5 separate regions of the Mus musculus genome follow, and regions 1, 3, 4 and 5 are each linked to region 2. Evidence: chromatin contacts called from public HiChIP or PLAC-seq and promoter capture Hi-C data. All regions are on one chromosome and are shown on one strand. The core of a region is the stretch at or near the end of the contact, and the rest is flanking DNA. Distances in the headings are between cores, read along the strand shown. Region 1 holds the start of 1700034J05Rik (RIKEN cDNA 1700034J05 gene). Region 2 has its middle 94 kb from the start of Far2. Region 3 overlaps Mrps35 (mitochondrial ribosomal protein S35). Region 4 holds the start of Rep15 (RAB15 effector protein). Region 5 overlaps E330012B07Rik (RIKEN cDNA E330012B07 gene).

What was found. Promoter capture Hi-C pulls out the DNA fragments that hold promoters and counts their contacts. HiChIP or PLAC-seq counts read pairs in DNA pulled down with a chosen protein or histone mark.
Region 1: a promoter capture Hi-C map of hippocampal neurons shows a contact between it and region 2, with 6 times the contacts expected there. The contact joins the promoter of 1700034J05Rik here to the enhancer-like site in region 2. A contact is called at or near these places in 8 of 39 promoter capture datasets (3T3-L1-derived adipocytes, cranial neural crest, embryonic stem cells and 5 more).
Region 3: an HNF4G HiChIP or PLAC-seq map of pancreatic cancer cells shows a contact between it and region 2. The contact joins two enhancer-like sites.
Region 4: a contact with region 2 is called in a promoter capture Hi-C map of hippocampal neurons, with 9 times the contacts expected there. The contact joins the promoter of Rep15 here to the enhancer-like site in region 2. A contact is called at or near these places in 17 of 39 promoter capture datasets (the 3T3-L1 cell line, 3T3-L1-derived adipocytes, the HPC-7 cell line and 10 more), 4 of 484 Hi-C or Micro-C datasets (cerebral cortex, embryonic fibroblasts, embryonic stem cells and 1 more), 2 of 115 datasets of contacts at active chromatin or transcription factors (astrocytes and embryonic fibroblasts) and 1 of 9 other capture datasets (adipose tissue).
Region 5: a FOXA1 HiChIP or PLAC-seq map of pancreatic cancer cells shows a contact between it and region 2. The contact joins two enhancer-like sites. A contact is called at or near these places in 2 of 484 Hi-C or Micro-C datasets (adipose-derived mesenchymal stem cells and embryonic stem cells) and 2 of 115 datasets of contacts at active chromatin or transcription factors (fibro-adipogenic progenitors and pancreatic cancer cells).

Annotation. Positions count from the first base shown.
Region 1 is chr6:146,953,124-146,955,823 of GRCm38.p6, reverse strand. It overlaps 1700034J05Rik (RIKEN cDNA 1700034J05 gene), which reads left to right and starts at 1,403. Exons shown (of 3, transcript NM_001164236.1): 1 at 1,403-1,535; 2 at 2,238-2,700. The coding sequence starts at 2,282. All of the region lies in intron 2 of Ppfibp1 (PTPRF interacting protein, binding protein 1 (liprin beta 1)), which reads right to left.
Region 2 is chr6:147,952,208-147,954,907 of GRCm38.p6, reverse strand. No RefSeq gene overlaps it. Among named protein-coding and RNA genes, the nearest start is that of Far2, 94 kb to the left of the region's middle. Within about 2 kb of position 1,422, at least 40 of the 459 cell types and tissues checked have an H3K27ac peak or open chromatin away from gene starts, as enhancers often do. A contact at or near this core is called in 3T3-L1-derived adipocytes, adipose tissue, cerebral cortex and 3 more, where this site is marked.
Region 3 is chr6:147,063,218-147,065,917 of GRCm38.p6, reverse strand. The region is part of intron 7 of Mrps35 (mitochondrial ribosomal protein S35); the gene reads right to left. Among named protein-coding and RNA genes, the nearest start is that of Mrps35, 22 kb to the right of the region's middle. Within about 2 kb of position 1,342, at least 31 of the 459 cell types and tissues checked have an H3K27ac peak or open chromatin away from gene starts, as enhancers often do. A contact at or near this core is called in pancreatic cancer cells, where this site is marked.
Region 4 is chr6:147,031,186-147,033,885 of GRCm38.p6, reverse strand. Rep15 (RAB15 effector protein) reads right to left here and starts at 1,349. Exons shown (of 1, transcript NM_025620.2): 1 at 368-1,349. The coding sequence starts at 1,221. The coding sequence ends at 529. It overlaps Ppfibp1 (PTPRF interacting protein, binding protein 1 (liprin beta 1)), which reads right to left. Exons shown (of 31, transcript NM_001355728.1): 31 at 1,861-2,700.
Region 5 is chr6:147,198,370-147,201,069 of GRCm38.p6, reverse strand. The region is part of intron 2 of E330012B07Rik (RIKEN cDNA E330012B07 gene); the gene reads right to left. Among named protein-coding and RNA genes, the nearest start is that of E330012B07Rik, 19 kb to the right of the region's middle. Within about 2 kb of position 1,444, at least 23 of the 459 cell types and tissues checked have an H3K27ac peak or open chromatin away from gene starts, as enhancers often do. A contact at or near this core is called in pancreatic cancer cells, where this site is marked.

The DNA of each region.
Region 1 (2,700 bases), core at 154-2,653, 1.0 Mb after region 2:
TGCTATTCATAGTCATCTTCACTTACTCTAGATTCTTTTTACCATCTGTCTGATTTTCCAAAACACAATAAACACTCTAGGTAGACTTTCTGCCACTGTATTTCTATGGTACAGGAGACTGCAGAGAGTCTCCCATAGGCTAGTCAAGAGCTCTACCACTGAGCCACACCCACAGCCCCGAGCCCCACTTTCTATTAGGTTAACTTGGCTCTGCCTCTAGGTTAGGTTCCTTCTCAGCAGTCAACTTTGAGCATGTCTGCCCTCCCCTCTCTTCTCACCCATCTCCACCTTTTCCTTCACAGTGCCCTGAGGACTAGAAGAACAAGAATCATCTGAATGTCTGAATTTTAAGCATTTTGCTATTAGTCTCCTAAGAAGACCTCAGCTTGTTTCTTGGGAAGCCTACATCCTATCATCCCTTCAAACTTTTTTTTTTTGTCTTTTGGTAAAACCATTGCACCCAAATTATAATGTAGCCAAAGGGAGAACTGTTGGCCATCAACAGTGTCCACAGTTTCTAAACACAGCAAGTGGCACTCACCTCACCCTCCTAGCCAAAGGATTCCCACTGGGTCTTTTGAATGTACTCAGGGGGGATGGTTTCTACCATGGCTCCCTTGCTAGACTGGGTTCCTTTACTATGACCCCCATAGTCAGGTTAGGTTCCCAGCATCCACATCAGGAGACTCACAACCATCTGTAACTCTAGTTACAGAGGACCCAAGGCTCTGGCATCTATGTGGTGTACATACACAGACACACATACATGAAATCATTAATTAGTTAGTTAATTAATTCCTGCTACAAGTGGCAGAACATAGGGTCTGAAACTTGTTAGGCACTCAACTGTCCGGTGTGTGTGTGTGTGTGTGTGTGTGTATGAGGTATTTCTGATATAAACTAAGACAAGAGGATACCAGCCTGAGCTACATTCAATCTTCTTGCTTTGGTCTCCCAAGAGCTAGATTACAGATATATACTATATGGTCATCATTCATTAATTTCAAAAGCAGCAAAATAAGTAGGTAGCCTGCATTCTCTAGAGACACAGAAACAACAGGAAATTTTAATGTATAAAAAGAGACTAGTTACAAAGAATTGCTGAGAAGTTCCAAGATCTGCCCCCTGTAATCTACAGACCTAGCATGGCAGTGGAAACCTAAGTATGACATGTAGCAGACTAATGTGCAATCTTGGGGGATGGAAATCTTGGGGGATGGAAATGAGGGAAAATGTGAGAAAGATCTCATGGAACTGACTGATTCTAATGAAGAGAGTGCAGCCTACTATTGTATGTGCTCAGAATACTCTGAAACTGAAGGGACAGATCCTGTCCCTTTACATAATTCTGACCATAACTTGGTTCCTTTGTTGCCATGGTAACCAACAGTCTTGGAACACAAACTTCTCAGAAGCAGTTGGGCTTTACATCACTGAGACATGGGCTCTGAAGGGTTTCTGACTCCATCACTTTGTCTCCACTGCTGGAAGCGCCTGTCTCATCTGGGCAGCCCTCAGATCAGGGCATGACAAAGGCATGAGCATGTGTGTGAGTGTGAGTGTGTGGTCTTCCAGGTTTGCTTACAGGGAGATTATGGAAAATGCAGAATAAACATGCCATCAGATGGTGGGAAGATGGGTGCTCAAATGACAGTCACCTTTCTGGAAAGCATTCTGGTATCAATTATTATGTCTATATATTTATGATCTTTGGTCCACTAACTCCATGGATCATGGTATGGTCTTAAGTAACCTAGTGATCATTAATCAGCCAAGTTATTGAGTATCAGTAGGTGACACCTAAGGCTATTTAATAAGAAAGTAGTTAAGAATATTAGAATAGCCATAGGTTATTATAAACTTGATAATAAGTTTCTATTGATGTGAGAACCACATGTATTTGGATATGTGTGTATATGTACATATGCGCACAGATATACATATATACTAAGAAATTAGTTACCTTGACCTCAGAAGAGTGGACTGAAAACATACTTGACTCTAGTCACACTTCCCTGTCATTTTCAAATTCTCCTTTTTGTTTATAAGCTCTCTCAGCTACTGTCAAACAAATAAGAGGCACAAAGAAGAGATGCCAGAGTGTTTTTGTCTTTACAGAGGCAGAAAGTACAAAAGGGTGGACTATACAGAGTGGAAGGAATAGTTTCAATAAGAAAAAGGAATGGGTCATATAACTTCCCCCCATAATATCATTTACTAATTTTTTTCTTCTGAAGTTTCCAGAATCAAGGAAAACTTGAGATTGGACACTCTCAGCACCATGACAACCTCACCCTCCAGCAGTGACTACAGTAGCACAGAGGATTCTATTTATGAATGCAAGTCCAACCAGAGCGCCTCGGTGGGCTACTACCCCTCTGAGAACACCTTTTCCTATGAGGACCTGGTCTCCCGTGAGGAGACAGCCTCTGTGGATTCTTTGGTCCATTTCCTCCCTCCTGTCCAAAGCACCTGGAGGACAGAGAGTTTAAGGAGACTCTTCAGGAAACGAGATCAGGTGGAGCATGACCCAGAGCAGTTCAGCAAGCTAAGCATCACACTGGCCTGGGATATCGATGTGGACTCTAACCATGCAGACTCTCTTGCTAATCTGGATCTAAATGCCCATAGCCAGTGGATGGATAAGTGGCCAGAAGACAAGACAAAACTGACTCCCTGCAAACTGTATAACCTAGTACA
Region 2 (2,700 bases), core at 173-2,672:
AAGGAGGTTTGGGTTCACAGGCACATGGGGCTACAGGGCTTCTACCCTGCATGAGGCATTCAAAGTTTAAAATACAGAGTGATTGCCATGGCGAGCCCCACAGAGGAGATGTCAGAATTTTGTTTCTAAGCACAAAGAGACTCTGAGCCAGTTCCAGGGGTTTTCCTGCCTCTGTCTCCCCTGCAGGAGAAAGAGAGAACAGGTGTGCTCCACTGAACTTGGACTGCTCTCTCTCCCTCCCTCCCTCCTTCCCTTCCTCCTTTTCTTCCTTCCTTCCTTCCTTCCTTCCTTCCTTCCTTCCTTCCTTCCTTCCTTCCTTCCTTCCTTCCCTTCCTCTTCTCTCTCTTTTTTCTTTTTCCTTTTTTAACATGTGCTGAGAATCTAGCTCAGTCTTCATGTTTATGCTGAGTCATTTCCCAGCCTCACAGTGATTTAATGTTATGAACCACAAAAGTGAGAGACAAACCTCAAGAGTAGAGTAGACAACTCTACTCTTGAGTTGAGTGGGTGTCCCTCCTGGTTCAGGTTCAGGCTCAGGGGTCCGGTTATAAGTCACACACCTACAGGCCAGGTAGTCATTTCCAGTCTAACAAAGAAATGAGAAGAAATGCTGGTCTATAAGTCTTGCTTCTAGTGACAGCAAGCTCCACCAATTTCCATAGCTCTTGGAAGCCCATGGTTTGCCGTTCTTACACATGACCTGGTTCTGCTTGGATGGCATGGGAAGCTAGCTGAATCCATTTCTTGTCTGAGCCACCGTCTCGGCCAAGTGACAGGGTGAAAAGGCCCTTCAGACATGGCCCAGAATCCAAGCAGCTGTCTCTACTGTCTAAGTATTAATGGCTTAGTTCACTCACAGAGGAGAGAGGCATGTAATGCCCAACAAGCTTAGCCTGATCTGGGGTTCAATTTGAGTTAATCGGCACTGCTTCTGGAATATGCCTATGTGGGTTTTTCTCAGTAAGTGCAGTCAGCAAGTCTGAACGGAGCTCTCCTATGCCGACCCACACAGATCAACTTGGACTTTGCGACATTGCATCATCATAAGAGGACTTCAGGGTGCTCTGAGCCAAGTAGAATTGGCTAAATGGTTAACACATGACTTTAGGAAAAAGCATGGGCACTTCTCAGAGGACGATGGGGCTAAAAACACTGTGGCTACCTCATCTCAAAACCTGAGTGAAATTAAGCCCAGAAACCCTTCATTTCTCAATCATAAGTAAGGATAAAAATTATAAGCAGGAACTAGGATTCATGGGAGACAGAGCCACAGAAGAATCTTTTGGCAGCTTACCAGGTCCTCCTGATAGATGTATTTGAATGTAAACATGAGCTTTGAACCCAAGATGTAAAATGGGGCAGAATTGTTGCCAGTTAAATAGAAAGAAGGTAAATCACCGACATTCTTCACACTTCCGTTAGAGGGCATTCTTGCCTCACAGATGCCTGGGTGTGTTTATCACAGAGAGTGTTTTCTTCCAGGTCTGCAGGTCTGCATTATAGGTGGTCTAAACTGGCAGACTCCATGCCAGGCAAGGCACGCAAAGCTGGGGGGGGGCGGATAATGTGACATTTCTTCCTGCTTTCACATACCCAAGGTAATAGAAATCAGCTTGGCTCAAAACTGTGCTCCTGAGCTCCAGTTCTCCACTCTGTCCCCAACCCCACCCCCACCCCCACCCAGACCCCAAACCTTGTGCACTGCACTGCCAGGGACTGCCAGAGCCTTCCCCAGGGAAGCTGAAATCATGAGAGCCGCTTGATTATTCAGGGAGATTTTGTAAATGCAGCCAAGGAACAGGAAGGTGCCTCAAGTCCTGGGGGAGTGAGGGGCTTTCCTCTCCCTGGGCAGTCACCAGGGCCGCACATAGGGAAGAAAGCCAACAGAAAGCCGTGCATCTTTTGTAACTCCAGAATACCCCAGTGCCAGGATGTCTCCCAGGCAGAGGCTTCCCGAACTCTGAGGCCTCCCACAGGCCAGGCTTCTGTGTGTATGTGAGAAAGGAGCATATGTTGAGTCATACACATACCCACCTAAAGGAGAACGCAGAACACCGTGGCTCTAGAGTTGTTTGTAGAGTGCTCAGTTCTAAAGCCTTAGGCATGAGAATTGGTGTGAACCATGGTGTTGATCTCTCCCAAGGCCTGGCATGATGATGCTTGCTGCCACTGCTTCCAAAGTCTGGCATGATGATGCTTGCTGATGCTGCAGTGAGCAGAAATGCCTAAATACTAAGGGAAAGGGAAACACTTTGTGTGCTGACCACAATGTGGTACTGAGGCACAGGTGGGAGAGGATGAGACATGGGACCAGGAAGCTGCCCCTGTTACATAGGCATACAACCATTGGGTCCTAAACACAGAAGAGAGAGTCCCTTGGCCTTTAACACTGGAGGAGTGCAGGGTAGAGCAAGAAACTTGGGAGTTCTCAAGGCTGACTCTCAACTGCCTCAGTCCAGTTCCCCGTGTTTATGCTTGTAAACAGAAAAGCAGATTGACACAACACTGAGGATAACCTCCTCTACCCTTCTCCTCTCACTCTCCAAACACACACACACACACACACACACACACACACACACACACGCACACACACACATGTATACACATACATGCACATATACACACATACACATGTGCACACACATTCACACATATACACAGGAACACACATACATATGTGCACACACATGCACATAT
Region 3 (2,700 bases), core at 93-2,592, 890 kb after region 2:
TGGAGGAAAAAAATTAGGCGATTAGAATAAAAGGCAAGGGCCTGGGGAGGTGGCTCAGTAGCTAAGAATATTTGCAAGCATGAGAACTTGCGTTCAAATTTCCAGCACATGTAAAAACCAGACATGGCTACTTATAAGAAGCCTTAGCCCCAGTGTTGAGGGACAGCGGTGGATCCAAGAGCTCACCTCAGCCAGTCGGCCTGTCCAACCAGCAAGCTTCCTGTTCAGTCAAAAACCACGTTTCAAGGAAGCAAGCAAAAGAGAGTAATGTACACCAGACAATGTCCTCTGGCCTCTGTGTTCATGGGTGTACGTGCCTGTGTGTGCACACAGGTGCACATGAGCATCCAAGGATAGTAATCCAGAGGTGACCTCTCACACAGCTCCAGCAGCGTATAATTCATACACATCCTCACAGAAAAGAGAGTTACTAGAAAGAAAGGAAGAGAATCAGCTGTAATTCCACCAACACTGGAGAGATGGCTCAGGGTTAAGAGAGCTGCTGCTTCAGAGAACCCAAGTTCAACTCCCAGCCTAACATCATCCAGATCAAAATCACCCCAGGGGATCCAATTCTCTATGGGCACCTGCACTCATGTACAGACACACACACATGTACAGACTCATACATACATACACACAGACACACATACACAGACAGACACACCCACACACACCTCCTTCTTCCTGCCTGACCACAACATCAGAAGTATCAACTTTCCATTCCACGTGATCCTGTTCTCCTTCCCAGTTGGCTCCATCATCCACTTATTCATTCAATACATTTTATGACCCAGCTGCTGTGCCAGGCACCGTGCCCTCCTGGAGCCTCAGCCCAACAGGAGGCCTGATGCTGACCTGGCACCAGCGCAGAAGACTGGGATCCCAGTGGAGAATGGACTCATAAAGGTCCCAACGAGCAGAGCTTGGCAGTCAAGGGAGAGAGAGCAGGGCAGGGAGGACGGCCCAGCACGGACACAGCCAAAGGGCAACCGAGAGAGGACTCTCCACACCAGGCACTATTTTAAGTTCCGATACTATTAACTCACTGACCTCTCTCACACAGCCCTGTGAGTTACACCTATTATCTGTTTTACAGACCAGGAAACTCAAGCCCAGAGCAATTAAACAATTTGCCCCAAACCGCAATGGGCCTTGGTGGTGGAACAACATGTTCTAAGGAACACAGAGACCTGGTAAGAAGAATCACGGAGCAAAAGGATAACCTCGTATCCTTCTCCTTCGGAAGCACAGATTTAATACGAGAACATGGAGCTGGTTAATGTGAGGGTCAGCACACTGCAGGAACTGATGCAGGAACTGCGCTCTATACACAGATCTGCCACCTCCTACCACTCTCTGTATTTACAACTCTCTGTGACTAGGGCATGAATCACAGTAATATTCCACCATTTATGATTACAAGGACACCGTTGTCCTACATGAGGGAAAACAGTTTAATCATTAAAAAAAAAAAAAACCCAGGCTGGCAGGCTGGCTCAGGAGGAGAAGGCTCTTGCTCCCAAGCCAAGCCTGATGATCCGAGTTTGATCCCAGGGACCCATTTAGAAGGAAAAACCTGACTCCCACAGATGTCCTTTGATCCACAGGGCACTCAATATATGTGTGTCTCTTCTCCCAAATACACACAAAACAAACATGCAATTCATATAGATATAAAACAGTTTATTTGAAAAAATGTCTTAATAAAGTAACAATAACAACAAAACACCCTGCCAATTATTTCAACTGCCAAGACTAAATTTTAACTGCGTATGTCCAAGAGTTCAACTCAATTTGGACCAGTTTTAAAAGCAATTCACTGAGTGTTGTGTGCCAGATACTGTACAGATGTTGGGGTGACAGAGAGGAGTGAGGTACTGTCTTGTCCTTGCAGTGAGGCAGGTGTGTGCACAGGCACTTAGCATGAATGTAGCAATGTTACCTAAGGAAGGAAAGAGGATGGCAGGAAGCATTCGGGAGTGATGCCACTCACACACATCTGGAAGGCTGGTCAGCAGGGAAGGACGTGTGCAAAGCCATGATGCACGGGGAGTGCAGTGGCTTCACACGCTGCTAACGGGGGCACTGCCATAAAGGTTACACCACAGAGCCAGACTTGAGAAAGCCATGGGAAACCCAATGATGGGGGGGGGGGCGCGACCACCTTGTTTCAGGGGAAGGATAAAGAAAGATCTACAGGGGGCGGAGCAGCAGAAATAAGAGGGAAACAGCTCAATAATTTCATCAGAGCAGGAAGATTGGGTGATGTACTGGATTTAGGCAGAAGAGAACGGATTCAGTCTCAAGTGTTTTATTTTAGCCTCTGTCAAGTTAAATGTGTAGGCTGTACACAGGAATTTGCCATAAAAGTACTTGAAATTCTAAGAAAAAAAAATCTCACTGTAGTATTTTTAACAAAAATAATGGACCATTACTGAAAGCCCATTATTTGGTAGAAATTACAAAAAAAAAAAAAAAAATCTCTGTTCCACCCAAAATCTTAGAAAGCCTAATGTCTGCATATATGGCTTTTGAAGATTAAAACAATGACCCATGCAGAAAGTCACAGAGCCCAGGTGTGGTGGTTTGTATATCCTTGGCTCAGGGAGTGGCATTATTAGGAGGGGCAGCCTTGCTGGAGTAGGTGTGGGCTTTACAATTCTCATCCTAGCTGCCTAGAAGTTAGTTTTCTGCTAG
Region 4 (2,700 bases), core at 100-2,599, 920 kb after region 2:
GAATACACATATTTCACCGGTGACTCAGTAACTCATGGTATAGCTAACACCCAGTTGAACCCTATGTTAAATACTTTGAAAGTCCTTTATTTGTGGAGTTGCTGGGAAGAAGCAATTGTGGAGGGAGGGCTCAGAAGGTCAGCAGTGGGAAGTTTTCTTTAGGAGTCCTGAACCAAAACTGACATCCCCACCACACCTCATGAACAGTTGCTCTCCTTACAACAGCAGTAACATTTTAAGCTTGTGACTATGAGATGAGTTCAAAGACAACTTTTTTTTCCAAATCAAACTTTATGTATAATTTATCATTTTCTCTTCCAATTTTTAGTTTTGAATAAACAAAACCCAAAGTAAAATTTCCCAAGACACAGCAACAGCTATTTTTTTTTTCTTTTCTTTTCCGTAACTGGGACACTAGCAAGTTTTAACCCAGGGATCACTTTCAGTCAATGTAGGGGGTGGATAGCCCTGTGTTGGGGATTGTCCTCCTGTTCTGTCTCACAGGCCAGTCACAGCAACATGCCCAGTTTAGAGGATGCGGATGTAAACTCTGCCCATGTCACTCAGCCCATCTCTTTTACTCAGACAGTTCCCTAGCAGCTCTTTGATGGAGATACAGTCCTTTGTTTCCAGCACAAACTGCTCCACAGCCTTTCGTCCTGGCAGCTGGCTCTCCATCATCCCGTTTCTGACACTCTCCAGGACAACGCCTCTGATAGCCTTAGGTTCTCCAGGCACACCGAAGATGATAAACAGACCCAGACAGTCCTCTCCTACCAAGTTACAGAACTCTTGCAGCTTGTCAAATCTGCCTTTTTTCCAAGACTCCTCTCCCCTTGACTCACAGGATTTTGGGTCCGTCAGAGGGAGCGAAGCCATCCTCAGAGTCTGCACTGCCACCTGAAGCCGTATTTGCTTATCAGGTCCCCAGAAGGTCCAAATCCAGTCTGCTCCAAACAGCCAGGCCTGGTGCTTGGTCATCTTGGTGGTGGTGAGCCACTCATCCGCTCCCCTTTCCTGGCAGAAGGTAACGAAGTGGACGAGGAAGACCTCAGTCAGTGAACTCGCTGCAAGGCAGAGTCTGCTCAGCGGATACTCAAACCCGAGGTACTCCTTCAGCTTCTGCGCTGCATGGGAAATAGCCGCACTGACCACCTCACACATGGCAAGAACCTCCTGGCTGTCCTTCGGAGCTACCTGCTGTGAAGCCTTTTGTCCCATTTTCTCACACCCAGTAAATGCTGCTTCTAGCTATTCAGCATGTGAATGTCACCGGGAACTGCCTCTTTCTCATAGATTTTCTTCAGCAAAGCCACATCTGTTAAAGCCACCACCAGCTTCCTAATGCCACAGCTTCCTTGATGTGGCTAGCCATATAGACCCGAGGCTAGACAAACATGTGAGGGAGGGCCCCGTTTGTCAACTGGGTGTGTTGTGCTCACAGATTCCTGATGCTTGCCAAGTGACAAATGACAATTTCACACAAAACACCTGCTCTACTCCAGGTTATGTACAGGCTACATTTGATCTCTTCCTGGATGTGGCTCCTGTTTCTAAAAACTAGTCAAAATAAAACCAGCACGTGAATGTATGGGTTAGACTCCTACATTCTCCAACCAATGTCTCTAAGCTTGTGTCTCTTCTGTTTCCCTTTTTTGACGCATCTGTTCTGACCCTTCCTTCCCCAGGCAGGTTGCTGGCATTTCCTTTTATATGTACTTCTTAAGCAGAGATCTCAATTTGTCTGATTCAAAAAAACTCAATCAAACGTGCAAGTTTACAAACAAAAATCAGTTACTGTTTCCACCAGAAATGAAGACTTTGTTTTTCTGAACAAAGAAACAATGACAAATACACAAGGCAATTATCAATTGACTTTATTTCCTCTCATAAGGTAATGCAAACTTTGCATAATACTTTTGTAAATAAAATATATAATCAAAAGTTTTTAACTTTATCACATATCATCAGTTGTTACATTGTCCTTGATAAAGAATATTTGGCATCTGTAACAGTCTGCTGGTATTTTAACCAGGTTCTAATAACAAACTGAGCTTTCAAATGGTGGTATTTATTCATGTTAAACTAAAACCCCAATACAGGAAGAAGCCAATATTGTCATGAAATCATGAATGGGAGCATGTTAGCATCTGATAATTTAATTAGAAATAACCAGCAGTGTTACAAGGTTCACAATGAACAGCTTTATAACCTGCAGAGCATAAAAACGGCATACTGCTGACATTTGGAAATAGCTATCACCAGATCTATCACTGTAAAGTGACCTGTCCACCTGTCCCCCAGTGTCTAAGCTCCTGTCCAGAACACAGGGGATCTCATTTAGAGTAGCCCTGAATGAAAAGTAGATTGTCTCCAACCCTGCTGAAAACACTCATAGACACATACCACTCAACAGCTGCTTTGTAGCTTTCTATTTTCTTTACAAAAAGCCTTTGGGCCCTGTGTGACAGAAAACATGAGCAACCTGCTGTTGGACAGGATAGCCATTAGAAAATGTTCTACAGCTTTAAAATATTTGGGTTCTGATTGAAATAATACGAAGCCCCATCAGCTGACAGTCTGAGTGTAAGGTACAATCGACATGGCTAGGCAGGACTCCTTAGTTCAACATAATGATGAGTTTAGCAAAGGGAAAAAAAAAGAAACTTAAGATGTAAAGGTTCTGTTTGTTTTTTTTGT
Region 5 (2,700 bases), core at 195-2,694, 750 kb after region 2:
AGTCTCCTTGATCCTACATCCTAGACCTTTCAAAAAGAGAACACATTGAGTCATGAAAGTTTTGTTACATTACAAAATTTTATATCAACCACATAGATTTTGATAAATTTCCCCCCAAAAAAACATTCTAGCAAGAACTGATAATTAAACAGTCAAAGATATTGAAAAGACATGAAAAATGCTTTGTGTCAGATAAAATATCTCTAAGGAATATACATAAAAATTATTAGATTGTTACTATATTTTTTCTAGAAGTATTTTTAACTATGCAAGTTATGTATGTGTCATTTTTATTAAAGTTGTGATAATTATAAAATGGTAGGTATATATGTTTGTCAGATATCTTTGTTACATTTCTCTCCCATAATAGGAGTCACAGAAGACTCAACAGCAACCAGCAATAACAGTAACACCAGGTAAGCTCACCCTGTATGTGACAGAAAAAAATGTCGGAGTGTCAAATCTTGTCAATAAAGAATGGTAACTAATGACTTACATTTACAAAGTAAGTAAATTTTTTTAAATATACTTTTGCTAAATGTTCACAACAAACTCTTTAATCTGCTCATTGCTGGGAAATTTAAGATTAATTTGTATGAGTGTAGGGAAGGGAGGTGACTACTGGGCCCTTTGTTCCTCTTACCAGTGTGGCCACATTGGACAAATCTCCTTTCTCTGCTTTTCACTGTTATTTGTCTCTTTAACTGGCCTGTTGAGGACGAGTTTGCCAAGTCTAGCTTAAGGTGCCGGGGCCCAGGCTTTGACCTTAAAAACTCCAGTAGCAAGCATAGAAAAAAAAATCATTACACAAATATGCAAAGAGCACCCTGGAGGTTCTCTGAGAGGGAAGGCGGTGATGTCATGGCTGTGGCACGACCACCCTTGGCCGCTATGCCCAGGAGCATGACAGACATAAACAGCACCTCCACACTGAAACCCACGTCACCCAAGCCACATGAAATGCAGACTGTTGTGTGCCAATCTCACATCTGCACTCGCCCTTGCAGTCACCACACATCATTTCTGCTGCTGACTTTGCTGATGTGGAAGGAAGGTGAAGCTGGAGAGAGAGAAGCCCTTATGTCAACCAACCTCCCCAGTAATGAAGCTCATCCTAAGGACTGGGATCTTGGCTCTAAGAACATCCCAGGGCTGACATACCCAGGGCTTCTGGTAACTAACAAAGGTAGATAGATGTATGGTCTTGCTTCCATATCTCTGAGGCATCAACAGGAAGAGCTACTGATGCTGATGTCTGAAAAGAAACAGAGCCTTCCTCTAGGTGTGTGTGACCCACAGAAAGGGATAGAAGAGCCATGAATCACTTAAAAGGGTTTGCAGTGCACAGGATCTGATCCTGTCCTTTACTCCCTGTATAGCCTGGGGGAAATTACAAGTCCTTCCAAACTACAGTTTCTGTTTGTCAAGGTTAATGTAGGTTTAAGAAATCATCAAATCAAGCAGGATGTGTTAATGTCTTAATGGCCACTCCTGGCATGTGTTCAGTATGAGCTAACAGTGAGTCAGGCATTTGGGAGGAGATGGGGCAATTGGAAGATGCCATAATTAAGAGACTTTTAGCAAGACAGCAGGGCAGGTACAGCTTCAAGGATGGTGGGGTGCCTCCAGGCTGTAACCAGTGGTACCAGTCACACCCTTCAGCTTGAAGGAAACACCAAAGGAAGACTGAGGAACTCTGGTCTAACAGTAGCTATAGTTCCAAGCTAGGAAAATGGCCCACACTCATTCACTTCTCTCTAGCCTCCTGCCAGAGCGTTTAATTGGAGACAGTGGGAACTAGAGGGCATGAGTTTCCCCCAAGCCATCTCAAACCAGGATGGGGAAGGCTGAAGGGCAAATACCACACTGTGAGTATGGAGATCTGAGGCGGTAATACTAAAGAAACAAGCTCTAGTTACTAAGTGCAGATTTGTAGCAATTTAGTCCAAAGTTAAATTAAATCCTTACATCTTGAAGGAAACTTCTTTTCAAGACTCAGGAGGTGAAACAATATGTTCTCAGGGCAGGTGAAGGCTCCCTCCAACAAGGAAGCTCCTTAAGAAACAAAGGGAACAACTCAAAATAGCTTCAGGAAGTACCTGAAACTGATCAGATTTACTAGACCCCCCCCACACCACCTCCTTCCCCTAGAATATATAAGCAGTAAAGGCTGAATGTCAACCTCAGGCAAGCTGAACCGTTCAGGAGCAGCTCAGATCCAGCAGCCTAAGAAAAGTAGCAACTAGCCAGGCTGCCTGAGAGGCTATGCACTGGGATCTGACATCTTGATCTGACTGCAATGTGTTCTGTGTTTCCAGCTTTCATGAACTGCCACTCATGCTGGGGTGGGCTTTCAGAGCTTCGGCTGTCTTTGAGTCATTTCTGCTACTGTAAGTAACCCTGCACCCATATTCTGATAAGTAACAATGGTAAAAGTCTTTGGTTCACCAACTAGGACTTTGGTGGTATTCACGTTTTGGTCTGTCTTTGGCTCCCTATCTGGGGTGAGTAGATATTTATTCATGTCTCACAAGGAACAGTGCCTAAGGCTGTTATACCAACAATATGAACTAACCAGTAACCCCAGAGCTCCCTGGGGCTAAACCACCAATCAAAGAAAACACATGGAGGGATTTGTGGCTCTAGCTGCATATGTAGCAGAGGATAGCTTAGTTGGTCATCAATGGGAGGAGAGGCTCT